Regions from separate parts of the Mus musculus genome. Here regions 1, 2 and 4 are each linked to region 3. A link is a contact called in public ChIA-PET data. All regions are on one chromosome and are shown on one strand. The core of a region is the stretch at or near the end of the contact, and the rest is flanking DNA. Distances in the headings are between cores, read along the strand shown.

Region 1 (3,116 bases), core at 111-2,610, 130 kb before region 3:
CATAAGTATGGAAAAACCCTCTCCATGAATTTTCCCTGTAGAATGACATCAGAGATCACCCACTCTTCAAATAAATATGGTCATGGTTACAGGAAACAGAGCGTCTAATGGGAATAGCACATTTTTCCTTAGCCCACTAAGCTTTTATTATAACTGGAACTTTTACATGGAGAAAATATATTTTCTCTAGCCTTCATGATTCTTGGCTTGATTAGCTGTTTCTGTGGAGATCAGTAAGGAGAGCCCCAACACATTTTATCTCTTCCCCTACAAACAATTCATTTCAAAATGTTGTATATAAAACCAAAATATATGTGGGGGCATGATAGTGTGCTCTTTGATTCCTGCACTCAGGAGGCAGGGGGCTGATGATCTCTGTGAATTTAGGCCAGCCTGGGCTACATAGTGAGCTTCAGGCTAGCCAGGACTTCAGAATGAGAATGTGTCACAAATGAAAGACAAAACGCCAAAAATGAAATGAATTAGTAGAGATGAGTGTGACAAGTTGACTTGAGTCAAGAGTTCTGTGACTCGGGTTTTCGTGCTGACCCCAGGAAAGATACTGCAGTGATAGTCTTCTCATTGACAGGAAACTAAGACAGTGAATGGCCACAGGGTTTGTACAGCAAGCATATGTCAAGACCAGGTTGGGACACAACACCCTCAGAGACTCAGCCCAGTTTCTCCTAAGAAGCAATCCCTAGAACCTACGGAATGCGTTGTGTGACCCAGAGTCCTAAATGAACATTCTAGAAGCAAAATACCCTCTAAAACAGAAAACAGAGCAAAAACGCCTTCACCGTCCAAGAATCTCAGTTTTTCATAAAACTACAATCAGATCCACTTATTTGTCAGTCATCCATTTTTCAGCTAAAAATTTTGATTAATATTTTAATTAAATAATCAATTAAACAAATCTGTATTAATGTATTAATAATTAACATGACAGGCTTTTAATTTATTAATTTTATTATAAATTAAGTAATATTTATTTATTCAGCTAAAATATTTATTAAATTCCCATTTTTTATAAATAAAACCATCACCCGCACTAAGTAAACAAAAATTGCTGATATTGGGGACCTGGAGGAGACACACCAAACAGATGATCAATTTTTAAAGGAGGTAAGCTATACTTTATGACAGAAAGGTGGTCAGTATCATGAGACAAAAGAACAATGTAGTCCAGACTGGGATAGCATGAATTCCAGGAACCCTCCACTCATACTTTTCTTGGATCTTGCTATTTTTAGGCACTTTGGGGGAAATGAAGCTTACTTAGGCTTAGAGTGGTGAGCTATGTGTGATTCAAGAAGAACACGCTGGCTGCCAGAGGAAATAGGCCCCCAAGAAAGTAAACAACCATTCTATGTGCTATATCCTGCTGGTGCATTCTCTACCACTGGTTGCAACCCCTAAACTTCCTGTCTGGGTCTTCTACCGTTTTCTAAACTGACACTTTGGTTGCCATTTTTTCTCAGTATTCACAGTAAACCTTGGCTATAAATGCTATATCTTCAGGTTCCAGTTCCTTATGTTTGCTGGTTAGTTTCTCTTGTGCTAGGGGCGAAACATCATCTTGACCCCTGCCCCTGTGATCTGGTAGCTTTATTCAGTTGTTTGCCAGCACTCATTCCTCCCATCATTTGACCTTTTGGTCTTCATTCTCCTGCCTCCACACATTCTCTGGGCTGTTCACAATCTCCATCTCCTTCCATCTTGTCATTCACAACCTCTTTGTTAAAAATATACCTTTCAGGACTCCATTTTCATCCATAGTGCAGATTTACCAGGCTAATACTATATTTTACTACTAGTGGGTTCACCCAAACACATTATATCTGTTCCATTGACATGATGGAATTTGGGGAACGGAAGAGATGTTGAATTTGCATAGCCCATCCATTATAGAAATGTACTTGACTCTGCAAAGTCAGCTATTTCTGAGTGGATTCTGTCACTTCAAGTCACTTTACAACTGCACTATTCTATTGCCTGTCCCTTAATTTCTCCAAAATGACTATAGATATTTTAAAAAGTAGGAAGAGGGGGATATGAGTCCTAAACTTAAAATTTCTTCCAGTTTTTATTATATAATTCTTTGTTTATTGAGATTATAATAACATTATTTTCCCCTACTTTTTCCTCCCCTATACGTCCCATGTATCAACCCTAGCATTGCCTTCTTTCAAATTCATATCCTCTTTTTTCTTTCTTTCTTTCTTTCTTTCTTTCTTTCTTTCTTTCTTTCTTTCTTTCTTTCTTTCTTTCTTTCTTTCTTTCTAGACTGTGCTTGTGTGTGTGTGTGTGTGTGTGTGTGTGTGTGTGTGTAATTTGCCCCCTCCCAGTGCTACTAATTAGTATTGGATAACCATTTGGTGTGTTCTTCCCTGGAGGAGAAGACACTTTCTCTTGTTCTCAGCATCCCTTTATTGCCTGTAGGTTTTTTTATCGGCTTGGGGCCTCATGAGCTTTACCCTTCCACACTAGCATGTTTGTTGTTGTTGTTGTCTTTGTTCAACTCCTGTTTAGGCAACCAGACCCAATCTCACAGCAAACTTCTTGCTCCTTTGGGGGGTCTTACCCACAGATCAAAGAAACATCTCTTTGCAACAGAGACAGTTACAGAACACTACAACTACTCAAAACACCAAGTTCTGAAGCCCAGTCCCAACTGATGTGTCTACAACACAATTCCTGCACCCACATCTTAGGGATCACTCTGCAAGAGGATGAAGCAAGATTGTAAGAGCCAGAGGAACAGGAAATTTGTTTCCTGTTTTCTTCTATTGTTGCTGCATAACCAATAACCTCGATACTGACATAGTCACTGCTTCTTGTAATTTTTCAAGATTCTGAGGGTTATATTTTCCTCCTGTCCCCTGAGTTTATTCGTTTAGCTTTAGTATTTTGGCTTCTCAATCACATGGTCCAGGGTGGCTTAACTCGTATAAGTCATGTCCTGTGAACAGTGTCAGTAAAATCATGGTGTCACAGATAGCAGAGAAGGAAATAGGTTCAGAATATCAGGTGAGATTGGAAGCTGAGTCTGCAGCCAATTTATTTCAAGGAGCTCAGCTAAAATCAAGGGCATGAGGCTGGGCTAATAAGTTTGA
Region 2 (3,064 bases), core at 291-2,790, 69 kb after region 3:
CAAGCAGCCTGGACCAAGAGATAGTGTGTGTCATAGCCAAACCTCCTAACATTGGCTCACCTTAAGTTAGGCACCTAGCTGGTCTTACAGTAGTGTTGTTTCTGTAATGTGCATAGTAAACCTAAAGGAGTTAAAGTCCTAAATAGTTCCAGAGAAAAGAATACTAAATCATTCATGATGTTTACATCTATTAATCCATCCATCCATCCATCCATCCATCCATCCATCCATCTATCTATCTATCTATCTATCTATCTATCTATCTATCTATCTATCTATCTATCTTTACTACAAATTTATCTAATGTCATACGAGCAAAGTATTAGTTCATTTTGCATCGCTACAATAAAATGCCCAAGGTTAGTCAAACTTTACAGATAAAGAGGTTTATTTAACCCCTAGTTCCTGAGATTCAGAGATAGCTGCCAGCATTATTTCATCTCTGGTGAGTGTCTCATGGTAGTTGGTATAAGAAAGAAAGAGGAAACGGAAGTTCATTGCCAAGTAGGAAACTGGAGAGAATTCTCCACCCCCCTTTTTAGGACATCCTTCCAGTTAATTAGCTGGTAGATGTTCTACTGGGACCCAACTCTTTTTTTTTTTCCTGTAGACCAGGCTGGCCTTGAACTCAGAAATCTGCCTGCCTCTGCCACCCAGCAACTCTTAAAGGTCTCATCCTCTCTCCACACTGCCACTTTAGGGACCACAGTTTTTCTTTTTATTCCTCTCTCATATATTATACCCCAATTGTAGTTTCTGTTCCCTACCTCCCCCCACTCTCCCCCTCCTGTCTCCCCTCTCCTTCAGACCCATGCCCTAAATCTCGCTCCGCCCCCCTCAGAAAATAACAGACCGCTCAACAACATCAACCAAACATAGCATAATGAGCTACAATAAGACCAGGCACATGCAATCACATCAAGGCTGGACAGGGCAATCCTGTAGGCAGAGAAGAGTCCCAGAAATAAAGTCAAGGACAGCCTCTGCTCTCACTATTAGAATTCCCATATCTACTCAGCTATAACATATATGCAGAGAACCTAGGTCAGACCCCTACAGGCTCTCTGATTCCTGCAACCGCCATGAGTCCCTGTCAGGTGGTTCTGTGGACCATATTCTTGTGATGTCCCTAACACCTCTGATTTCTCCAATCCTTCCTCTGCCTCCTCAGCAAGACTCCCAGAGTTCCTCAATGTTTGTCCATGGTTCTCTGCATCTGTTCCATCAACTGATGGATGAAGACTCTCTGGTCTCTTTGATGGTGATTTAGCTAGGCTCTGGGGGGATGGGGTAGGACTACTCTTTTAATGTGGTGAACTATGAAGTACAAACCACATTGAAATCATGACAGGTTGTGAGAAGCTGGCCTGCCTTATCAGGTCACATCAGCTCACTGCAACAGTTGAGCCTTTACTGAAAGAACAAAAGATTTGGCCACTGGGCCTCTGAGAAAGGAGCCTAAGGGCCCCACCCTGCACCCCACATGTCAGCAGGATTTCCTGGCAGGCTGAAAACACTGACAACTACCGCTTTGCTTTCCAATTCTGATGTGGTGTTCTTCTCTGTAGGCTGGCGACATCAGCTGCACAGCAGAAATAAATCCACTCAAGCTACCACACACCGCCCCTTCTGTATCTTTCAAGAATGAAAACTTCCGGCATACGAAAGAATTGGTGAGGAGAGAGCGATGTTACACCAAGCTTGCCTTTAGGGATCTGGTGTTTGTTGGAATCGTGACTCTTACTTTACCCCAGCAGCTGATACCCTAGGGCAGGGGTTCTCAACCTGTGGGTTGCAATCTATTTGGGCTCAAATGATCCTTTCATGGGGGTCGCCTAAGACCATCAGAAACATCAGGTATTTACATTATGATTCATAACAGTAAGAAAGTTACAGTTATGAGGTAATAACAAAAACTAATTTTAGAGTTGGGGGTTACCACAACATGAGAAACTGTATTAAAGGGTCACAGTATTAGGAAGGTTGAGAACCACTGCCCTAGAGAGAGTATTCTTCTGGCTTTAACGGCAAGTGTGAAGTAGGATACAGCAAATATGTTTTCAAGCTTAGGCCGGCAGTTTGCTGCAGCATCAACAGGACACATGCGGTTACTATGGAGGTGAAAGGGGGCCTAGAGAAGGTGGAGGGTGCACAGGGTCAGGGGATGGTGAGCAAAGCAGGATCAGCAGAACCAACGCCTGCTCCGCTAACCTTTAAAGCCGAGCTCTGTATGATGACTGACCCTGATCCCCATCTCTCTGCCTGCCCTCGGGGGAAGAGTTAGTGTAGCACCTAGCATGGTTCTTGGTACAGACTCAGTCACGGGGTAAGTGAGCAATAAACTCTAAGCAAGCTCTCTGCCATCCCTGCATGTGGAGTGTGTGTGTGTGTGTGTGTGTGTGTGTGTGTGTGTATGTGTGGTGAGAGAGAGAGAGAGAGAGAGAGAGGGAGGGAGGGAGAGAGGGAGGGAGAGAGAGAGAGAGAGAGAGAGAGAGAGAGAGAGAGAGGGAAGGAGAGAGAGGGAGGGAGAGAGAGAGGGAGAGAGAGGGAGGGAGAGAGAGAGAGAGGAAGAGAGAGATGTATGTGCATGCATGTGTGTCTGTGTGTCCATATGTGGCTGTATGGTACACAACAAGTATAAGGACTTGCTCGGCTGTGAATGATGCACAGGCTGGGGCACTACACGATTGCTCTCCATTGTGTTATCCTGAGACAAGGTCTCTTGCTGCACTGGATGCTCACCATTTTGCCCAGGCTAGATTGCCAGAGAGCTCTCAGGATCCACTTGTCCCTGCACTGTCTCCCCAGCACTGGACTACAGGCACACAAGCCATATGAGGCTTTTTATGTGGCTGCTGAGGACTTGAACTCTGGTCCTACTGCTTGCAAATGCTCTTACCCACTGTGCTAGCTTCCTGGCTCCCATGGACTCCTTTTAAAGAAGCTTTAGTTTGTAAATCAATTCATCATGAAATCATGTGGAATGTAGAAGACTTTCCTATATACCTCCTGTTGACACATATTCATGGATTCGTCCACCGTTGAAATCCATGATAGAGTAGTA
Region 3 (3,229 bases), core at 5-2,504:
ACCTTCACTGATGTGTATAAAGCTACACAGAGGCACACGTATCCACACAATTTAAAGTAATAGAGACTTTAAGAGATGCTGCGAGCAATTTGTGGCCTTCACTGCCTTTGACTTGGAAACCACACCACTGCCTCTATTCATCCAAGCAACGAGCAAGTGCCATTTCACACCAGGGGAAGGAGGATGAGACTCTGCCCCCCCCCCCCCATGAATGAGTATCAAAATATTTCACCGATGAAACGTAAACAACTTAACGTTGCTTACGAGACCTCACTCACTGTTTAGACTACAGTTCAGACACCAGCTTTGCTGGCATTTGGGGCCTGATGATTCTTCTAGGCTGGGGGTGGGGGTGGGGCTTGGGGTGGGAGTGGGGGGAATGAGAAGTGCAGGATACTGTGTAGTGTGCCTGGCCTCCACCCACTAGATAGAGCAGCCCCAGTGTGACAATCAAAAATATATCAGACGTTACCAAATGTCCCCCGAGGGGAAGCCACTGAAGAAGAGAAGCCTGCGGTGAGAGCATTTCCTGGTCATGGCCACACAGAACTGAGCTGTGAAGAGTAAGTTCCAGGCTGTCACTGTAGGTGGCTTTAGATCAATCACAAGCACATTGTCTTGTGTGTTGTTCATTCACAAGGAGGATTGAGTGTAATTTTTATAAAGGGGTGAATATTTTGTATATTGTGAATCCATAGCTGGGCATTCATTATTATTGTTGCTGTTATTCTTAATTTATTTATTGAATTATTTGTTCATTAGTTTTTATTATCATTCATTTACTTAGTAGGGGAACATTAAAATAATGGTAGGCTTATCATATTTCACTTGAGTGTCCAACACTGGGGAGCTGGAAGAGCGGAGGCAGTCTCTCCCTCTCATATGCTAAGATTATTGGATGTGACACTCTCCCGGTGCATTTTTCTTTCTTGATGAAAGCCAAGAACAGGTTATACTGCTACATTCATGAGCAGTTGAAGGAATAATTTCCCACTTGTAACTTGTATTCTTTTTGTGTGTGCATTGTACAAGCATTCCACATCTTAGTTGTCCATGCCCCATGCTCATCTCCAATAGACTGTAACTTAACTTGGTTGCGTTTGTGAGAAGAAAGTGTACTGTCTACCTGCCTTGTGACCCTTCTCATCCTGAAGACAATGCAACTGAAAACCGGACTTCCTGCCGTTGTGTGTGTGTAGATCTTATGTGACCTATGACCTTTACCGATGATAGCTATGTGTACTCTGGATAATGATTACCTGCACTTGGAATTGAAGTCTGTTTGCTCAATTCCATAGTAGGGTCTGCATCACCCACTTCCTGCCAGTGTGGCTTCCTGAGAAGGTTCACAGAATGACACTATTTTCCTGGGTTTTATGGTATTCTTCTTCTGTGTGTCAGCAAAATATCAGCCACATATCATCTGGCCACTCATGAGGCAGCAGTTCTAGAAAATTAAATGCAAATTAGTTCAGGATATGCTCTTCTGTCCTTGGGGGGAAGTGAGTGTGTCCAACCAAGGAGTATGGTTTGTGAAATTTCCCAAGAAGTGTGTGCTAGCCTCTGCGTGCGCAGTGATACCAAGAGTAAAAACAGTGAGAAACTGGCTTGCTTTCCTAGGTGTGTATCACACGTTAGGCACTTAGTTGAGAGTTCCTTGTGCATTATCTGATGTACAGGAGACTCACGTGTTGACCCAGTTTACAGTGAGAAAGCAGCAGCTGTCATAGGCTAAAAAGCTTGATCACAAGGCTGCTCAAACCCCACAGGCACAGCTCCTGGATCCCATAGTGTACCATCATCTTTGCTCCATTAGTGGATTTTATTTTTCACTTTAAAAAAATTAACTTTTACCTATGGCATAATTCTGCCATGCTACCACCATCAAATGTGAACAATCTTCTTTTGGGGGGGGTCTTCTGAAACTACATAAGAAGAAAAGTTAGATATGCTACAGCATATTCTTAACCTGCGGGTCACTACCGCTTTGGGGGTTGCATATCAGATAGTCTGCCCATCAGATATTTATGTCACAATTCATAACAGTAGCACAGCTATAGTTATGAAGTAGCAACAAAATAATTTTATGGTTGGGGGGGTCACAACACCATGATTATTAAAGGGTCACAGCTTTAGGAAGGTTGAGAACCACTGTTCCATAGAATTCTAAATAGAAAACAAACTTATGTATATTTGCATGGACATATGATATGAAGTTTATACTTCTAATGCATGCATTTCTAGATTTTATTTATACAGAATAGTACGCAGCACATACTCGTTAATGAATCTCTCTATCTATAAATCAGCTGAGCACCCTGCATGCCCAGCCCTTGTTTTGAACCAGCCAGAACGCTGAGTCATTTTTAATTAAAAAGGTCTTTCTTGTCCATCCACTATTATGTAAGCAATTTATTGTTTGGAGGAAAGGCAAAATAATTGGCTTTTTTTTTTCATTTAAAAATTACAACTGATTGAGGACTACTCTAAGTATTGGGCCATATGGCAGTTAATAAGTTAAACATAGTCCTTATTTTTATAAACAAAGAAGACTAAGTATAAAATACACAGAGCTTCAATTTTAGAGATATCTGTACAGACCCTGTCCCACACATTCACACAGCCTGATATTTTTATTAAATATGAAAAAAGTTAAATTATGATCTCCCTTCCAACATATTTCAACAACAAAAACATCAACCACCAGGGGATAGTTAAGTTTTATGATGCAGAATTATGGATTAATTCCTATAAAAGAAAACGTTAAATGTCTTGAAATGTCCTAACTCTTATGCCATTGGGAAACTATTCTGGACCTTTATGTGACATTTTTAAAAAATGTACAGAGGGAAGGGACATACTTGAATGGTATAATTTTACCCTGCTTTTAAAAAAAAGTCATGCTGTTGCCTCTAAACAATTATTATATAAACTGTCATTTGAAGACATGATAAAAAATGTGCAGCCATAAACTGCGGGAAAAGATTACTGTAGACCAAGTTGATTTTGTTGTTAGTGGAAAAAAAAATCCCTAGTGTTGCTTTTCTCATTTCAAATAAATGTTTTATCTATAATTCTTTTTTCTAGGAAAATTATTTTGTTTTCTTGAAGAACTTCCCTTCCTTAAATTTTAGAAGCTTCTATCCCTGCAAAACATCGTGTCTCCCATTTCCATGGGTTAGACAATAAAGGCATATGACACAGAAATTTTACTTGATTATGAATAAAT
Region 4 (3,256 bases), core at 335-2,834, 97 kb after region 3:
GTATTTTAAAAGAGAGAAAAGGACAGAAAGGTTTATAATGTATCTTTTTAACAGCATCTTTCAATTTTTCATCTTAGGCTATAAAAGGCAGAACTTGCATTTTTCTGTCTTAGAAATTAGAAAAATGATTGTAAATTACATAAACATATCTAGGGGGCATCCACTTGACTGCTTTTCTAGTAAATTATCTATGGTGTTCCTTGTGGTACTTGGATGTTTCTAAATACCAGAGTTTTAAATTTTCAAGAATTTTAAAAGAACTAGTACTCTTGTGTGAGAACACACATACGCACACTCACACGTAATTTACACATTTTAGAAACCTTTACATGTTCATCATATGCACTCTATAACGTTAGCTACCCAGGATGGAGACTCTCTAGCTCCTTCCACAGCTCTGACGCTTTGATTTCCTGTGGCACAGAAATGGTCTCCGAGCGAACTCCGGCTATTTCAGCACTTTTTGCAAAATACAACACGTCAATCTGAAAGGAGAGAGGATAGTCTAAATAACCCGCACCAAGAAGGCTCCTCGCTCCCCAAATGCAATGGCTCACAAAACTTCAGTATTGGCCTGGTGGTGGTGACACATGTCTTTAAACCCAGAACTGGGGAGGCAGAAGCAGTCAGATCTATGTGAGTTCAAGACAAGCCTGGTCTACCAGAGTGTAGTTCTGGAGAGCCAGGACTACACAGAGAAACCCTGTCTCGAAAAACATAAACAAACAAACAAAACACTTCCATATATCTATAGATTCATATTTGAGACAAACGCTTTAAAATCACTTCTGATTTCTGCCTACTGTTCAGACCTCTCACAATCTCAAGCTTGTGTGGCAGCATTAAAATCCTACTAAATTTCCTTAGAAAACATGCTAAGTCTGACTTGACACGGAATCGATTCTTCCATCAGCCGCGAAGCAGAGACAGAGGTCTGAGTCAGGGGGTGGATTACACAAGTAAATTAAATAACCCAGTCAGCAAAGGCCTAGCTTTCATTTCACAGTGGTCAAATGACCTTTGATTCCGTCCTACATTACGATTGAGTTACAAAACACAGAACATTTGACATGCAGCAAAGCAAATGGGCTTGAATTACAGGATCAACTGGTAGTTTCTAGGCCAAACCCGTGTAATCAGCCTGGGAACTAAGGGACCTGACTGTGCACAAGGTCTCACCTGTCACTCAGTACAACTCGGTCTCTCCACAATAATCACGGCTGCTGCAAACTATCCTGAGCCTGTCAATCATTGGGTGATGCGCATTTCCTCACAATAATTCCTAACTAGGAGCGTTTTAATTTTAAAAAGTGTCAAAATAAATCATCCGGAATGGTAGGGAAAAAAACCGTCTAGGTAATCGGTCGTGAAGGCCATGACCTGGACACCAGAGTTCGGGGACAGAACTTGACATTCAGCGAGCAGCAGGCGCAAGACCCGGAACCCGGGAGGAGTTAGAGAGGAAGGGGCGCCCCAGCCGCGCGAACCAACTCTTACCTGGCACCTAGGAACCATCCCGCTACACACCGCGAAGCCAGTTCTCCAACCCCTAGAGGCGCCGGTGACTCAGAGCGCATGCGCAGCCGGATGCTCCACCTTCTGGGTGGTGCTCAACCCCGGGCGTGTGGACACTGCGCCTGCGTACACTTCGCTCCGCCCCGCCACGCCTCCTGCACCCACAAAAGTTTACTCTGCTTTTGGATCCCAGTGCTGCGACCTCTTGTGTGACCCGGCAGGGTGGCCTTCCCCAGGCTAACCTATGCGGCCCCTCCATCCAGTGTGGGATCCGGGTTCTTATTCGCAGCGTGGAGACGGTATCTGACTGTCACTTCAGTGTTTTAGGCGCTCAGGAGTTTCTGAGCCAGCGACCCCATCCAGACTTCCTAGGTACACATCTCTGCCTTAGTTGTCGCGTGGGTACGTGGATTTAAGTGGCCCTCGCTGGGCGCTCAGTCCGGGTTAACCGTAACTGTGTTCCAACTGTAATCTTAGTAAAAACCTTACCTTTCAGTTGAGAGTGGCGGGGGGCGTGGCTGGGTCACCTGCTGTAGGAAGTCTCACCGAGGAGATTCTTGTGCCAAATACATTTGCCAAAATAGTAACAAATACGGAAGGAAAGGACATTTCACGTTCTGTGTCAAGCTATGGGAACGTAAAAATTGGGTAATAAATTTCCAGAAGGAAAATAGTTGGCAAGATGGGTGTACTCAGTTCAAGGAAGAAATAGAAATGCAGAAGGGGAAGGGTGGGCAGAGGGGAGTAATAAGCCCGATTATGATTTGCATCAACATTTATTTTGATAAGGTTGCTAAACATTAAGGTTAAATATTTATGTCCACATGCTGTTAGGTAAACGAGGAAACTGACAGTCACTCTGGGCTCCTGGGTCGTTTCCAGTGACAGCAATGAGCAATATCTTCAATAGGCTAAGAAACAATGCATAGTTCAATGTGGTTTTGCAAACAAACTGGTGCATATAAAGGCTAGAGCCTATCATTCCTGCTTGGGGGCGGAGAGGGCAGGTGGGACCTCAAAAATTGCCTAAGAGCTCTTCCTAAAAACTTCCTTTGGTGGACTCAGAGATGAGACAGGGTTAAGCCTGTGCTAGGCTGCTCTGCCAGAGGACGCAGGTTCAATTCCCAGCATCCACATAGGCGGTGCTCAGACACTCATACAGGCAAAACACCCACACACATAAGAAATAAAATCTTAACAAGGACAAAGACAAAGCTCAATAATGTTTTACTCTATTCAAATATTAAAAATCCAATTATGAGACCATGACATCAGGATAATGCCATTCATTTTGAAAATATCCTCTTTATTCTACAAGATTCTTAGGGCTGAGATGTTGCTTAGTGTAAAGTCACAATCCACAGCACTGAACAGTAAAAATTTTTAAAATTCTTTTACAAGTTAAAAGAAATAATGTTTTCAAATGGCACACATTTTCCTGCGGTTTTTCTGTTGATGGATTTAACTTAATAGCTTAGTTAAAAAGAAAAAAAATTCTTTGTCAGCCTATTCCAAATCTTGTTGGGGAAACACGCTGTCTCCTTTCTGAGTTATTAGTGGAGTGAGTCTTTTCAAGGTTTTTGGCCTCTAGTACTTCCAGTTTCTATTCATTTTTTTCTTCATTACTCAAATAATAAAAAAAAAAAATACAGCCCTATCTTAAGTTCTGATTGCAAACCAGACTAATACCAGGATATTTTCATGTTATGCTGAAGACTTTAATGTTATTTTAGTTACAAAC

The links. ChIA-PET counts read pairs in DNA pulled down with a chosen protein or histone mark.
Region 1: a contact with region 3 is called in an RNA polymerase II ChIA-PET map of effector CD8 T cells, with 6 read pairs. The contact joins two enhancer-like sites. A contact is called at or near these places in 1 of 115 datasets of contacts at active chromatin or transcription factors (effector CD8 T cells) and 2 of 9 other capture datasets (adipose tissue and pancreatic islet).
Region 2: a contact with region 3 is called in an RNA polymerase II ChIA-PET map of effector CD8 T cells, with 385 read pairs. The contact joins two enhancer-like sites. A contact is called at or near these places in 10 of 39 promoter capture datasets (the 3T3-L1 cell line, the HPC-7 cell line, HPC-7-derived erythroid cells and 6 more), 1 of 15 datasets of contacts at CTCF or cohesin (CD8 T cells), 10 of 484 Hi-C or Micro-C datasets (CD4 T cells, CD8 T cells, the HPC-7 cell line and 7 more), 4 of 115 datasets of contacts at active chromatin or transcription factors (the HPC-7 cell line, effector CD8 T cells, embryonic stem cells and 1 more) and 2 of 9 other capture datasets (adipose tissue and liver).
Region 4: a contact with region 3 is called in an RNA polymerase II ChIA-PET map of effector CD8 T cells, with 87 read pairs. The contact joins the promoter of Mocs2 here to the enhancer-like site in region 3. A contact is called at or near these places in 9 of 39 promoter capture datasets (the 3T3-L1 cell line, the HPC-7 cell line, HPC-7-derived erythroid cells and 5 more), 4 of 115 datasets of contacts at active chromatin or transcription factors (CD8 T cells, the SCID.adh cell line, effector CD8 T cells and 1 more) and 3 of 9 other capture datasets (adipose tissue, liver and pancreatic islet).

What each region holds. Positions count from the first base shown.
Region 1 is chr13:115,041,080-115,044,195 of GRCm38.p6, reverse strand. The region is part of intron 2 of Itga1 (integrin alpha 1); the gene reads left to right. Among named protein-coding and RNA genes, the nearest start is that of Pelo, 48 kb to the left of the region's middle. Within about 2 kb of position 1,360, at least 8 of the 459 cell types and tissues checked have an H3K27ac peak or open chromatin away from gene starts, as enhancers often do. A contact at or near this core is called in effector CD8 T cells, where this site is marked.
Region 2 is chr13:114,844,442-114,847,505 of GRCm38.p6, reverse strand. It overlaps Itga2 (integrin alpha 2), which reads left to right. Exons shown (of 30, transcript NM_008396.3): 26 at 1,569-1,673. Among named protein-coding and RNA genes, the nearest start is that of Mocs2, 28 kb to the right of the region's middle. Within about 2 kb of position 1,540, at least 51 of the 459 cell types and tissues checked have an H3K27ac peak or open chromatin away from gene starts, as enhancers often do. A contact at or near this core is called in CD8 T cells, the HPC-7 cell line, Th2 cells and 3 more, where this site is marked.
Region 3 is chr13:114,913,191-114,916,419 of GRCm38.p6, reverse strand. The region is part of intron 1 of Itga2 (integrin alpha 2); the gene reads left to right. Among named protein-coding and RNA genes, the nearest start is that of Gm34845, 9.0 kb to the left of the region's middle. Within about 2 kb of position 1,254, at least 63 of the 459 cell types and tissues checked have an H3K27ac peak or open chromatin away from gene starts, as enhancers often do. A contact at or near this core is called in CD8 T cells, the HPC-7 cell line, Th2 cells and 4 more, where this site is marked.
Region 4 is chr13:114,816,565-114,819,820 of GRCm38.p6, reverse strand. Mocs2 (molybdenum cofactor synthesis 2) reads right to left here and starts at 1,584. Exons shown (of 6, transcript NM_001113374.1): 1 at 1,498-1,584. It overlaps Gm34790 (a long non-coding RNA gene), which reads left to right and starts at 1,597. Exons shown (of 3, transcript XR_382937.4): 1 at 1,597-1,887.